Linked DNA regions of Mus musculus: regions 2 and 3 are each linked to region 1. The links are chromatin contacts, called in public targeted proximity ligation maps. All regions are on one chromosome and are shown on one strand. The core of a region is the stretch at or near the end of the contact, and the rest is flanking DNA. Distances in the headings are between cores, read along the strand shown. Region 1 holds the start of Uhrf2 (ubiquitin-like, containing PHD and RING finger domains 2). Region 2 overlaps 9930021J03Rik (RIKEN cDNA 9930021J03 gene). Region 3 holds the start of Ric1 (RAB6A GEF complex partner 1).

What was found.
Region 2: a contact with region 1 is called in a targeted proximity ligation map of intestinal villus epithelium, with 6 read pairs. A contact is called at or near these places in 1 of 39 promoter capture datasets (cranial neural crest), 6 of 130 datasets of targeted methods (the 230-238 cell line, bone marrow-derived macrophages, embryonic hindbrain and 3 more) and 1 of 9 other capture datasets (liver).
Region 3: a contact with region 1 is called in a targeted proximity ligation map of pancreatic cancer cells. A contact is called at or near these places in 2 of 39 promoter capture datasets (cranial neural crest and liver), 6 of 484 Hi-C or Micro-C datasets (CD4 T cells, CD8 T cells, Sertoli cells and 1 more), 11 of 130 datasets of targeted methods (the NIH/3T3 cell line, astrocytes, bone marrow-derived macrophages and 7 more) and 2 of 9 other capture datasets (adipose tissue and liver).

What each region holds. Positions count from the first base shown.
Region 1 is chr19:30,027,901-30,031,827 of GRCm38.p6, forward strand. It overlaps Uhrf2 (ubiquitin-like, containing PHD and RING finger domains 2), which reads left to right and starts at 2,613. Exons shown (of 16, transcript NM_144873.2): 1 at 2,613-3,031. The coding sequence starts at 2,879.
Region 2 is chr19:29,742,004-29,745,928 of GRCm38.p6, forward strand. 9930021J03Rik (RIKEN cDNA 9930021J03 gene) reads right to left here. Exons shown (of 8, transcript NM_172836.3): 4 at 1,530-1,609. Among named protein-coding and RNA genes, the nearest start is that of Mlana, 46 kb to the left of the region's middle.
Region 3 is chr19:29,520,139-29,524,607 of GRCm38.p6, forward strand. Ric1 (RAB6A GEF complex partner 1) reads left to right here and starts at 2,144. Exons shown (of 26, transcript NM_001081319.1): 1 at 2,144-2,528. The coding sequence starts at 2,385. It overlaps A930007I19Rik (RIKEN cDNA A930007I19 gene), which reads right to left and starts at 1,849. Exons shown (of 4, transcript NR_015567.3): 1 at 1,752-1,849; 2 at 710-831.

The sequences.
Region 1 (3,927 bases), core at 1,363-3,862:
TCCTAATCCAATATGGCTGCTATCCATGTTAGAAGAGAGCAAGACCTGGGAACCTTGCTGTTTTGAACACAACTAACCTATGACAGAGAGGTAGACATGTGAGTGGTGTCTTAAAAAAAAAGTTTATTGTTCTCACATAATGGGAGGATATGAAATTGGATACAATCCTAGCATGATGCAATGGATTTGAGAACAGTCAGGGTTACATGAGATTTTCAAATAAGCAAGAAAGAATGAAGACCAAAGAACAATAACAACAAAAGCCTTTAACCAGACCAAAGTCTTACACTGGGCTTTCTTCCTGATTAATCTCTAAGAGAGCAGCAGAAACATCCTTTGTGGCATCTCTGTGCAGATCAGCCCTAAGAACAGGGAAGTGATTGATACTTTCATTTATACCAGCAATAGGCAGAAGATAAACCCCTACTTTTTCTTAAGAGGATCTCTAACTGTGGAATTGTAAGCATATAAAAATGTAACATATGAGCAAACGGTAAATGTTCAAACCCCGCCCGCCCCCCCCCCCCCAGCTGACATGGTCAACTCTTCAGGTTATAACTTCCCACCCAATATCCCCTTATTCTCTTCCCTATCCGTACCACCTATTTCTCTCTCTCTCTTTTTTTTTTAAGATTTATTTATTTATTATATGTAAGTACATTGTAGCTGTCTTCAGACACACCAGAAGAGGGCATCAGATCTCATTACGGGTGGTTGTGAGCCACCATGTGGTTGCTGGGATTTGAACTTCGGACCTTCGGAAGAGCAGTCGGGTGCTCTTATCCACTGAGCCATCTCACCAGCCCCCCCCACCTATTTCTCTATTCGCCAAAATGTAGGCATCTCTATCAAGCCAAAAGACTTTCCTCCTCTCAGAAACTCCTTCTTCCCTTCACTCTCTTAGACAGTTCTTTTCAACTACCAGGCATCTCCACTGTAGGCACATTTGAGATATATTTCAAATGCCACACAACTCAAATGGAACTCATTCCATTTTCTTCCCTTTTCACATTCACAAATTCTACAACTTTCAGGAGCTGGGTTTCCTAGAACACTCAACAATTTATTCTTCTCACTATCTCTAATTTTTCCAAAATGGACAACAGTTGGCTCTTGGCTAAATTTCAGCCTCTCTCACCTTCCCACAGCTTGCTTTTTTCCCTAAGGCCTCCTTCCGCACTCTGTTCTATTGTCATTCTAAATACTTAAACACATCAATGCACATTTCAAAAAGCCCAGGTTTCCCCGGGAGGCCTACAAAAGTCTTTGAATGCTAATGTTCACACTTGCCCTTCATTATTTAGTCAACCTCTCTCAGAAGTGTAGTGTCTTCTGATGTGTGAAAATGCACTCCCAGTCTTTGCTTAAGCACCCTATCTTCTTTGAATATTCCCAGTTTATCTAAATTCTCTTAATAACAAAAGCTCTAAAATACCTTCTTGTGTGCTACTAAGGGAGTGGCAAGGAAGCTAACATTCCCTCGGTGTTTATGAGCACTATTTTACCTGGAGGAAATTGAAGCAGTTTGTTCAAGATCACAGTTAAACAGAAAGACTGCAATTCTCGCGCGTCCCAACCCGTGAGCCCAAGACTCAAGGCTTCAGACTGCAGCACACCGTTGGCAGTGCACCACGAATAACAGCCCGAGACCCTAGCATATCCTTGTAACAACAAATAGTTGATCCCTTCATGGGTCAGATTAGATGTTCTCAGATGTATCTGTTGCCTTATCAACTAAATGTTTTAGTTAACTAGGAAGCTGTCGAGGTAACTTAGAGGCTCTAGGTATATATATATATATTCATATCTCGAGCTGACGCACATTTCACTCTTCCTGTATTTCCATTTAGGCCATCTTGACTAATCAATTTGGTTGTTACAAAGTTGTGCCTCTTATCCTCATGGGAATGATTAGTACTGACATTACGGATACCGGTGAATGTAAGATAATGCGTTTGCTTTGCTTTCTCTCTTAAGTCTTCCATTTTTGGATGGGTCCCCTGAGTGTGGGGGCCGTATCCCGCCCTGGGATCTCCGGATTTTTGGATCGGAGGTGTACAGTCCTGCAAAGCCAGGATCCCTGCGGCTAAAGGCGCCCTTAGCGCAGAAGGCCCACTCGGTCAGGTCCAGCTCCCGCTCCGGCTCTCCGGTCGGGAAACGTGGGTGCGAGGCCTCTGCCCTGGGGCCTCCCGGAAGCGGGTTTCCTCGGCGGGAAGCACGTCCATCAAGCCGACGCGCCCCGGGAGAGGCCGCGTGGCGGGCGCACACCCTGGTGTGAAGTCTCGGGAACGTAGGCTGCATCCCCATTTCTTGCTCACGCCAGCGCGCAGCACGGCTAGCTATTGTTCGTGCGTTTTTGAGACCATGGAGTCTAGGCCTCAGGAGACTGCGAGGTGACCAACGACAACGAGGGCACAGGGCGAGCTGGCCTCGGCGAGCCTGCCCAACCCCGCCCTCCTCCGAGTAACGGCTCTGGAGGCCCCGCCCCCTCCCATATTAGCGCCCCCCAGGCTGTGCGTGGGGCGGAGCCCCGCGTGGATCTCGCGAGATCCGGGTTGGCGCCGTGACCTCCATGTGGGAGCTGCATCTCTATAAGTAAACAGTGCGCGCCGCCGAGCCATGGCTCCTTCCTATTTGTGAGGCGCGGGCTGCGCTCGCACCTCGGGCGGGTTCCGGTTTCCTTCCACCGAGGAGGGGCGGGCGGGCGGTCGCGCGGTCTAAGAGCGTCAGTCCTCGCCCGCACCCGCGTTCGCCGAGTCGCCGCCGCAGAGAACCGGATCCTCCCGGGGAGGCGGCGGGGACCGGGCGGGGCGCGGCGCGGCGGCCCGAGCGCAGGGCCAGACAAAGGGGCTTGGTCCCCTGTCCCCGTGCCGCCGCGATGTGGATCCAGGTCCGCACCATCGACGGCTCCCAGACGCGCACCATCGAGGACGTTTCTCGCAAAGCCACCATCGAGGAGCTGCGCGAGCGGGTCTGGGCGCTCTTCGATGTAAGGCCCGAGTGCCAGCGCCTGTTCTACCGGGGCAAGCAGGTGAGGCGCCCCGCGGGGAGCCCGGGCGCGAGCAGCCGGCGCCCCGGGACGAGGCTGGGTGTCCAGGGCTGCGCCCCGCTGTGCTCGGGATGGGCCGCTGGCGGGGCGCGGGATGCGGGGCCTGGAGCTCGGGCCTGCGGCTGCCCCCCCCCTCCCCCCAAGCGCGCCTAGCGGGTCGGAAGGTGCGGGACGCGGTGTTGTCGCTGGCAGCGGCCACGGACATAGCCTCCGAGGGTCCTGGGGGATCCTCTTCCCGCCTTTGGGGGGGGGGGGGATCGGAGCCTGGAAAGGCAACAGGCTCCGGCAGCCATGCCGGGGCGCGGGAGGGACGAGCTGGCTTTATTCGCAGCGCCGTCTCCGACTCCTCTAAGGACTTGCTTCTTTTCCGTGCCCCCGGCTCCTAGATGCGACGTGGAAAGGGAAGCACCTTATCCCTGTTTCCTCACTAGAAGGATTTGAACACTGAACATCGGAACGGTGGTAGAATGCGTGCCCCTCCTTCCTTGTCGTCAGTCTCAGACTGGGGATTTGTTCTGTAAAAGATCAGAGACCTCTAATTTAAGGAACGATGTTTGTAACCTGAAGTCGGGTTTAAGTCTGTTGAATATACGGACAGATTATTTCCCCATAAACTTTACCTCTCATCTTTGTGTGTCCCCTAAGTTCGGGCTTTCAACTCAAACCTTTCAGCATAATCAGCAGTAATTCAAAAAAAGCCAGAAAGTTGTGTTGGGCCACAAGGGTGCTTGTGGGCATCTCCGTTAATTTTAAGTAAGGCTCTGCCTGATGAGGCTAAGACGTTTCCTATCCAGTAAGTCTCAGAGTCTTATGATTAGACACCCAGACCCACATTGTTTTTCTTGCCTTTGTCTTTAGTCCACTAAAAAAGTTGGCAT
Region 2 (3,925 bases), core at 483-2,982, 290 kb before region 1:
ATGACTTTATGTATTTTGAAGAACAGCTCAACTTAACGAAACATGTACTTTTGACCTTACATTTCTGAGCAATAAGCAAATGGTCAATAACTGACTAGAAGTATTACTTACAACAATGTTTTCCAACATATTTCTATGAGCCAGAGTCAAAACCACAATTTACCATGCATGTCCACACACAGAGGCAACTAAAACCAAATTTCATATAATACATATAACTATACATATTCATGGTATTATACATGACCAGATATGTGATATTCTGACAAATTTTGATAACTTAAAAAAGAAATGTAACCCACTGAGTTGATTTCATATATCACTAATAGCACCTGTAACTGTACAAAGCATTACTTATGCAGTTTGTATTACTATTACACACAGTCCACTTACAAAAATACCAAAAATGGATGTACCACTTTGTCTTAAGTTCTATATAGTTCTATATTAAAAAACAGAAGAAAAAGAGTGGGAGAAATAACAAAGGCTAGCAGGCTGACCAGTGGAAGCATAAAGATATAATAGAATACCATTAACATGTTACAAGAAATGAATGGCAGGATGGCCTCCAGCCAAATTAATATATAATCCAGTAAACTGTATTTTACTGGATATCCTGTATAAAGGTTATGTAAAAATTTCTAAAGGATGTATGTCATCCTAATGTCATTAAAATATTCTACTATAAAATATATATTTTCTTTTTACTATTTAAGGATATCTAATTTTTATGAATTTCAACTTCCCCTAAATATAATTTTTACTGAAAATAGAAGTATAATATTGCTATATAGTATTTCCTTGCCTCCTATAATTTTATAACTACTTAAGACCTACAAATTCAATTACATCACTTTTATTTTATGAGCTTATAAAACTTTTAGAAATGGCCTGGTTACAATAGTACAAAATTTTTTTAACAAGTATCATTTGTTGAAAAAATACTGTATAAATAGAAAAATAAAAGCATAATTATGATGAGATTGCTTATTTTCAGCATTAGTGCTTCACATATGGCAGCAAAAATTCTTTTTTTGCAGAAATGTTTAAAGACTATTATATTTAGCCTTTACTGAATATAGTTTATTTATAGTTAAAAGTTAAAATACCTTTCAAGTTAGTCCACCATTTCTATACTGGTTAAACTACATAAGAATGAATTATCAGAGTAGCATCACTATGTACAAAACATGATTTTTTTTCCTTTAGAAGAAAGGAAATTTGTTTATGTGTACTTAGGAATACATGCAAACGGACATAAAGAAAAGAGATATATGTATATATACTTGATTAAACTTTATCTACAAAAGTTAGTATAGGTTTAACTAAAAATACCAAGGTTTATGAGAGATAAAGAGGTTTAAAAAAATAACATTTTGCCTACATCTGTACTTTAAAGAAAAACACATTGTTAGAAAAAGTCATTAAATACATCTTGTAGTTTCTTGAAATCCAGCCATTCTCACAAGGAATGGAGCTAAAACAAAAAATTAAACGGAAAAACTTGGTGACAATATTGAAACATTTACCTGAAATTCCGGCACAGCAGGTGACTTTGTGACAGTTTTCCTCTTCTTTGTGATTGCTTTTTTAGATATGGATTTTTTTCCTTTCAAGATTAAAAGAGAAAAACTTCATAATGCTGTTTACGGCACCTTGTTAACAGAAACCAAATTACATAGAGCCTTGAAAGTTAAACTTTAACTAACAGATGGTTGCTAGAAGCCAAATGAAAATCATGAATCAAACAAGCCTCAGTGAAAGCAAATGTTAAACTGTAACTGCCCGTAACAGACACGTAACAATGCTGCCTATTTATATAAGAACCAAAATGATTGTAGTGCTCATGGTGATGCATAAACAGTTGAGTTTATTAAAAGGAATAGGCATAAACGCCACAAAACTACTGCTTAGTTAAAAATCTACATTCACAGCTTATGTAAGACTACACAGAAAAAGAGTCTTACCTGAACAGTGACTTCTGCAGTTAGGAACCTGGGGAACCATTTTATCTAAAGATTATGGGCTGCTCAACCAAAAGTGGAAACCCCTTAGTGACATTAGGATGCCACCCTGCACTTGTCTAATGGTCTGGTCTTGGCTGTATTTAATAACCAAACTTTAAAAAGTATAGTTAGCATATCCTTTTAATGTGCAATTAGTACTTTGTACATTCAGAAATCATAAGGAAAAATATACCTCATCCCTAAAGAATACAATTTCTAGAATACATCTCAAGTATTTATCTACTTCTTTGCATTTAACTTCACAAAATGAAACATACACACAGTTTTGGCAAGGAACATGCTAAAATGCATTTTTCCTAATTTTAATATTATTTTAATATTAATATTGAGGATCTCACACTGTAACCAAGGCTGGCCTCAAATATACAAGCTACCACATCTCCTTGTATGTAATTATCAAATAACAAATTTATTTAATGGTGGGCTGGAGAAATGGCTCAGAGGTTTTAAAAGCACTGGCTACTCTTCCAGAGGACCTGGAGTTTATTCCCAGAAATCCCATATAGTGGCTTATAACTCTACTGCCATGAGATCATTGTCTTCTGGCCTTCATAGACACTGCATACACATGGTATACAGACATACATGCAGGTAAAACATGCATACACATAATAAAAATAAATAAATACTTACTAAATGTGCAACAAATGCTATATACATGACACTAGTTTATGAGGACCGTAAAGACTAAATTCTTAGTGTCTGTAAAACAGAGCTAACTCAAGGAGTTTTTGAAATCTTAATGCCAAGATTAATGTCTTTTATTAATGTCTTTTCTTAATGTCAAGAAAATGTCTTTTCTGTTTATCATTTTAAAGTGTTTTAGATTTTCTTTTTTTTTAGATTTATTTATTATATGTAAGTACACTGTAGCTGTCCTCAGATACTCCAGAAGAGGGCATCAGATTTCGTTACAGATGGTGTGAGCCACCATGTGGTTGCTGGGAATTGAACTCAGGACCTCTAGAAGTACAGTCAGTGCTCTTAACCGCTGAGCCATCTCCCCAGCCTCTCTTTCTTTTTTCCTTTTTTTCTTAAATTTATTTTATGTATGAGTACACATGGATCCCATTACAGTGGTTGTGAGCCACCATTATATATGGTCGTTGGGAATTGAACTCAGGACCTCTAGAAGAGCAGTCAGTGCTCTTAACAAGGTTCATAGGAAAATATTTGCTAAGTAAAAGTAAATTTGCCTTACATTTTATGGGAAGGCATTTAAAACACAATTTGAACAAAAGGAAATGCTCTCTCAATCCTTTCTTTTACTGCTCTATCAGGCTTGCTTATTTGTTTAGATAATGTCTCTTGTAGCCCAGAATAGCTTGAAATCTGAGTCCAAGATGACCTTGAGTTTCTGATCCTCCTGCCTCCAACTGCTGAATTATAAGCATATACCATTATTTTTAAAAAGTGATTTATATAGTGTGCACATGTGTTCATCTATGTGGGTAGTCATGTGCCACAGCAGCCTTATGGGGGTCAGAGAACAACCAGCATGTAGGTTCTAGCACCTCTCTGATTCTTTCCTCCACAATGGAGATTCTGGATATTGAACTCAATGATCAGACTTGGTAGCAAGTATCTTTAACTGATATGATGACCCATCTCACCAAGCCCTGCAAATCTTACTTTTTAATCTTTTTTCCTTGCTTCTTCATAGCTTTTGTTATTTCCTAGGTTCCCTGCTATTATCATTATTTTTTTTTACATTAAGTCTATCATGGTGCTAAATTTCTGATGATAGAAATTACATACTATCGATCATACAATGCATAGCTTCCAATAAATTATCCTTAAATACTAGACCCAATTTTTCATCAGAACTTTTGACAGTACAGTGGTAGGGAACAACAGAGGCAAGGTATTTCTTAGTGGTCTTGTTCATCAACTTGTGT
Region 3 (4,469 bases), core at 894-3,393, 510 kb before region 1:
CAGAACATTGAGATTAGAAGTGTGTCTTCTTCCCACTGCCAATGACTTAATTCATAAACAAAACCAAAATCCCTCACATGTGTACCTAGCCACTTTGGTTCCCGATGTAGTCAAGCCGGCTACCAAGAATAGCCAAATACAATAGGTATCCATCATGCCTGGCTTATGAGGTATGATTTAAGGCTAAAACTCTGTGTCTCCTTACAAAATAATATAGGAGGGTCTGGATATCTGTCTCTTTCTCCATGCATAGACCACATAATGGCACTAGTCTTTATAGAAATTGTATCAACTTATCCTCCAATACATGGTTTATAGAGGTACTTGTTTCCATGCACCCTGATCAAGAGTACTCTTGTAATAAAAAAGTTAAGTCTGATAGAACCAAATATGTACCTACTTTTACCAGTTTACGTGAGGTTCAAAGTCATCCAGAGAGTTTGGCTGGAGTGGTGATGGAGGGAGAAAGTGGTGATGGGGGGGGGGTACGGGGGGACAGAAGATTTGAGCACTGGAATTGTTAGCACATTTCACAATGTTAAAGTATGATCTTTGAACCTCAGGTCGGTCTATATTATATAACGTTTCAGTCACAGTGGGTAACACTTAGGGAGATTTACAGTGAGATATTTTACCCATCACTCCCAAGTGAGAAAGGACCAGAGGGTCTCCTCCTCCTGTCCATGTTCAGGCCACTCTCACACTTCACCTTGAGCTGGTCTAAAGACTGCTGGGTCCTTGGAAGGGAGAGCAGTTTTTCTTAGGCCATGTGACCTTGGGCATATCCAGCACTTTAACTAGCGATGATCCAGCACCATCATCTGTGGTTTTCTGTGGAATTAAATCAAAGCATCCTCTTAATTTTTTTGTAGACCTTAGCTGCTACAAAAGATCACAGGAGGAGAATCCCACCCAGAAGCTCACCAGTAAGTGAGGTCAAAAAAAAAAACAATTAAAAATTACTTAGAAACATCTACACTGCCCATGATTGCAGACACACTGGTGAGGCACATGAACACACTGAAGTAGAGGTAGAGCAAACATTCTCAATGGAATTGCAGCACATTTTCACTTCCTCTGCCACGTGTACAACTCTGTCTGAAAAGTACTAGACAACGAAGTTCTTCTATGATTTTATATTGGCAAGGCAGAGACCTCTCTGGACCTCTTGATTTATCCAGCGGGTGTAACTCGGATCATCAAGATTCCGTCCACACAGATGAAAATCTGAAAAATAGTTTTCAGGTCTGCTCTGCTTAAAATATCCCAGGAATGCTGTGTTGGCCTGTGGGACACACCAGGACAGAGATTCTAGGAGATCCTCTGGAAACAAAAGGCTAGTGAGCTGGGACTTTAGTCAACGTCTTCGAAAAGCAAGCGTTAGAACAATTACGGAAAGTTACATTGTTATTAAAATCCGGATTGTTACTTTGTTGTTACTTTTAAACTTTGAAAGAGTTACAAAAAGCTGCAGCTATTTTTAAGGTTCCAGGTCCAAAAGTTGAGCACCCCTTCATTCCTCCCAACCCCCAAATTAAAAACATCAATACGGTATCTCCAGTCTGGATCAACACAAAACCTAAGTCCATTTCTTTTCCTGAACAGTTTACTGGGGCTGCAAAAGACCCCATCTGGCTTCGCCTAGCATTAATAACTAAACAGGCAGACAAGACTGAAGCACTTTAGTGACTGAATAAAGAGCCTGCCTAGAATGTAAGCTCTGTACGGCCAGGGACATCACCAGCTCTCACTTTAAACCGCAGCACACAAAGGATTTGTGGGTACAGACTCGAACCCCAAGCCTTGGAGTCGCAGAGACCCAGCTCCAAGCGCAGCCCGGGAGTCACGTGACGCGCGCTCCGCTCGCCCCGCCCCCTTCAACCCCGGAGGTCGCGCCAATCCAGGGATCGTGCAAGTGGGCCCGGCCGCTCCGATTGTCACTGACTGAGCCTGTCGCCTCATCCCGGTCCCCAGCTCCACGCGCCAGGTCGCCAGCCAGCAAGGCGTCCCGAGCCCTCGACGTCCTGCCCCGCGGCCTGCGTTCTGACGCGGGGCGGTCCGAGGGAGCCGGGCGGAGCCTCCCCGCGCCGTGCGGCGTGCTGACGCGAGCGGCGAGCGGGGCGGGCCGGCCTCGGCTCCTCCCGCCGCGGGCCCACTGGCCGCCCGCCTCCCCCACCCTCGGCCGGTCAGCGTCCCAGACTGCGTCGCGCAGCATCGCGTCGGCCCGGCCCGGCCCGGCCCCCGGGCAGATGCCCCGAGTTGCCGCTGTCGCCGCCGCCGACTCGGCCGGTGGCGGTGTGGGAGGTGGGCGCCTGGCCCGGGGCCGCCGAGCGTGACAGACACGGCCGGGGCCGCCGGGGGGCTGTCGGGGCCGCGCGCGGACCATGTATTTCCTGAGCGGCTGGCCCAAGAGGCTGCTCTGCGCGCCGCGGAGCCCGGCCGAGGCGCCGCTCCACGTCCAGTCTGACCCTCGGAGAGCGTTCTTCGCCGTGCTGGCCCCGGCCCGCCTCAGCATCTGGTACAGCCGAGTAAGTAGGCGCCGGCGTCCCGACTTCCCCCGAGCGGCCCCTGTCCGGTCCCGACTTCCCCAGAGAGGCCCGGATCTAGTCCCGATTCTCCCCGAGCGACCCTGGCCCCGTCCCGACTCCCTCCGAACGACCACCGTCCGGTCCCAACTAACCCCGGGCGAACCCAGAACCATCCTGATCACCCTCCCTATAGTGACCCTGGAACTGGCGCGACTGCCGCCGAGCGACCCCGGACCGGTCCCGACTTCCCCCGAGCGACCCCGGCCAGTCCCGACTCCCTCCGAGGGAGCGACGGCGGTCCCGTCCCAACTAACTACCCCCGAGCGACCCCAGCCGGTCCCGACTTACCCCGAGCGACCCTCGCTCTCGAGTTGGAGCCGCGCGCGGACAGTCTCCACTGCACCCCAGTCCCCGCGTGGCACCCACAGCCGCGCGCCAGGCCTGGAGCTCCCTGGCGGAGCCCAGACTTGCCTGCCTCTCTGCCCCCATTGCCGCCGAGCCAATCTGTTGGAGCGTCCCCCAGCACTCCGGCAGCTGTGGCGTCCCCGCTCCCCCACCCCCCACCCCTGCTTTAAAGGTTGTTGTTTAGTGGAGTTCCGGAAAGCCTGTTGGTCTTTACCAAGTGTCAGAATTTACAGTCCTGTGGTAATTGATTTCTGAAAACTTAAAGACTTGTTGGGTTTGAGTGTAGATATCTGGTAACTTTAGCTCCGGGTCTCCCCCACACATCACGGACTCCAGTCCTTTTCTTGGCTGCTCTTGGACTCTGGAGAGCTCTGCTGGGATGGTTGGAGAGTCGGGGAGCTCACGTCTGTCCGCGCCGCACCTGGAAATTATTATTTCCAGGCTTAGAAAGAGCATGGGGTCAGAATTCTTTGCTTTCAGCCTGGCTTTTTTTTTTTTTTCCTCCCGTGCCTTGAGTTCCGAGTAGATAAGAGAATTAACTTGAAAAAGTAAGGGGTGAATGGGCTAGCCCCCGTCCGGTTTTTGTTGCTCCTGGACATCTGTAAAAATTACAGAATTCTGAGTTTTAAGATCCCCCCCCACACACTGCATTCAGAGAGACAGTACTAATTGATGTCAGAGTGGTGGTGGTCTTGAAAAGAGACTAGAGGTTGGTTGACCTTGCCCTTGCTAGATATGTGAAACACTGGTTTTGGTTTGGTTAAACCCTTTAGATCTCTGCTTATTACCATGGTGTGCTGATAATGCCCTTGATTGTCCGCACACACAGCTGTGGTAAAACCGATGCTAGAATTTAAGCAATTTAATTGGTTTCTCTTTTACTATTACATAGTTAGGCTATTTGTCACTAAGTTTTGGCTGACCTAATTTTCAGAAAGGTATGAAAACCGCAGGTTACTAAACAATTACAGCATCAGCAATGTGATACTCAGATCCGTGCTGAATTGAATTTTTAAATATGTGCGTTGTAAATGTAAGTTGGTACCTAAGTGAGATCCGTTTTCAATTTATGAGCAGTTGAACAACTTTTATGTAGTGCAACTATTTAAAGTCAATAGTTGTTTGGAAGAGCATAATTAGAAGTTGAATTTTACATTGTTTCCTAAATTTAGTAGTTTTGTTCGAATGTAACACTTTTAAAATCTAACGTTTTAATCATTTTAACCCCTAAGGATACAAATCTGATTTATGTAAGTTTAGCATGGTAGGCCAGAAGCTTGTAGGCTACCTTCTCCACACACACCCCACCCCCACCCCCACATTAAAATGAGTCTCAGTTGTCTTGTGGACATTGTGACATGGATAAAATCTGTTTGGCTTGGGAGTTAGATGTAGTGTTATGGAACTTATGCATCCTCTGTTCATTCCCTTCAAACTCCCACTCTACACACCTGAGTCTCACAAAAGTACCTTGGTTACTACTGATCTCTAGTGTGTGAAACTTAGAATTTCACACACATACAAAACAATCACACA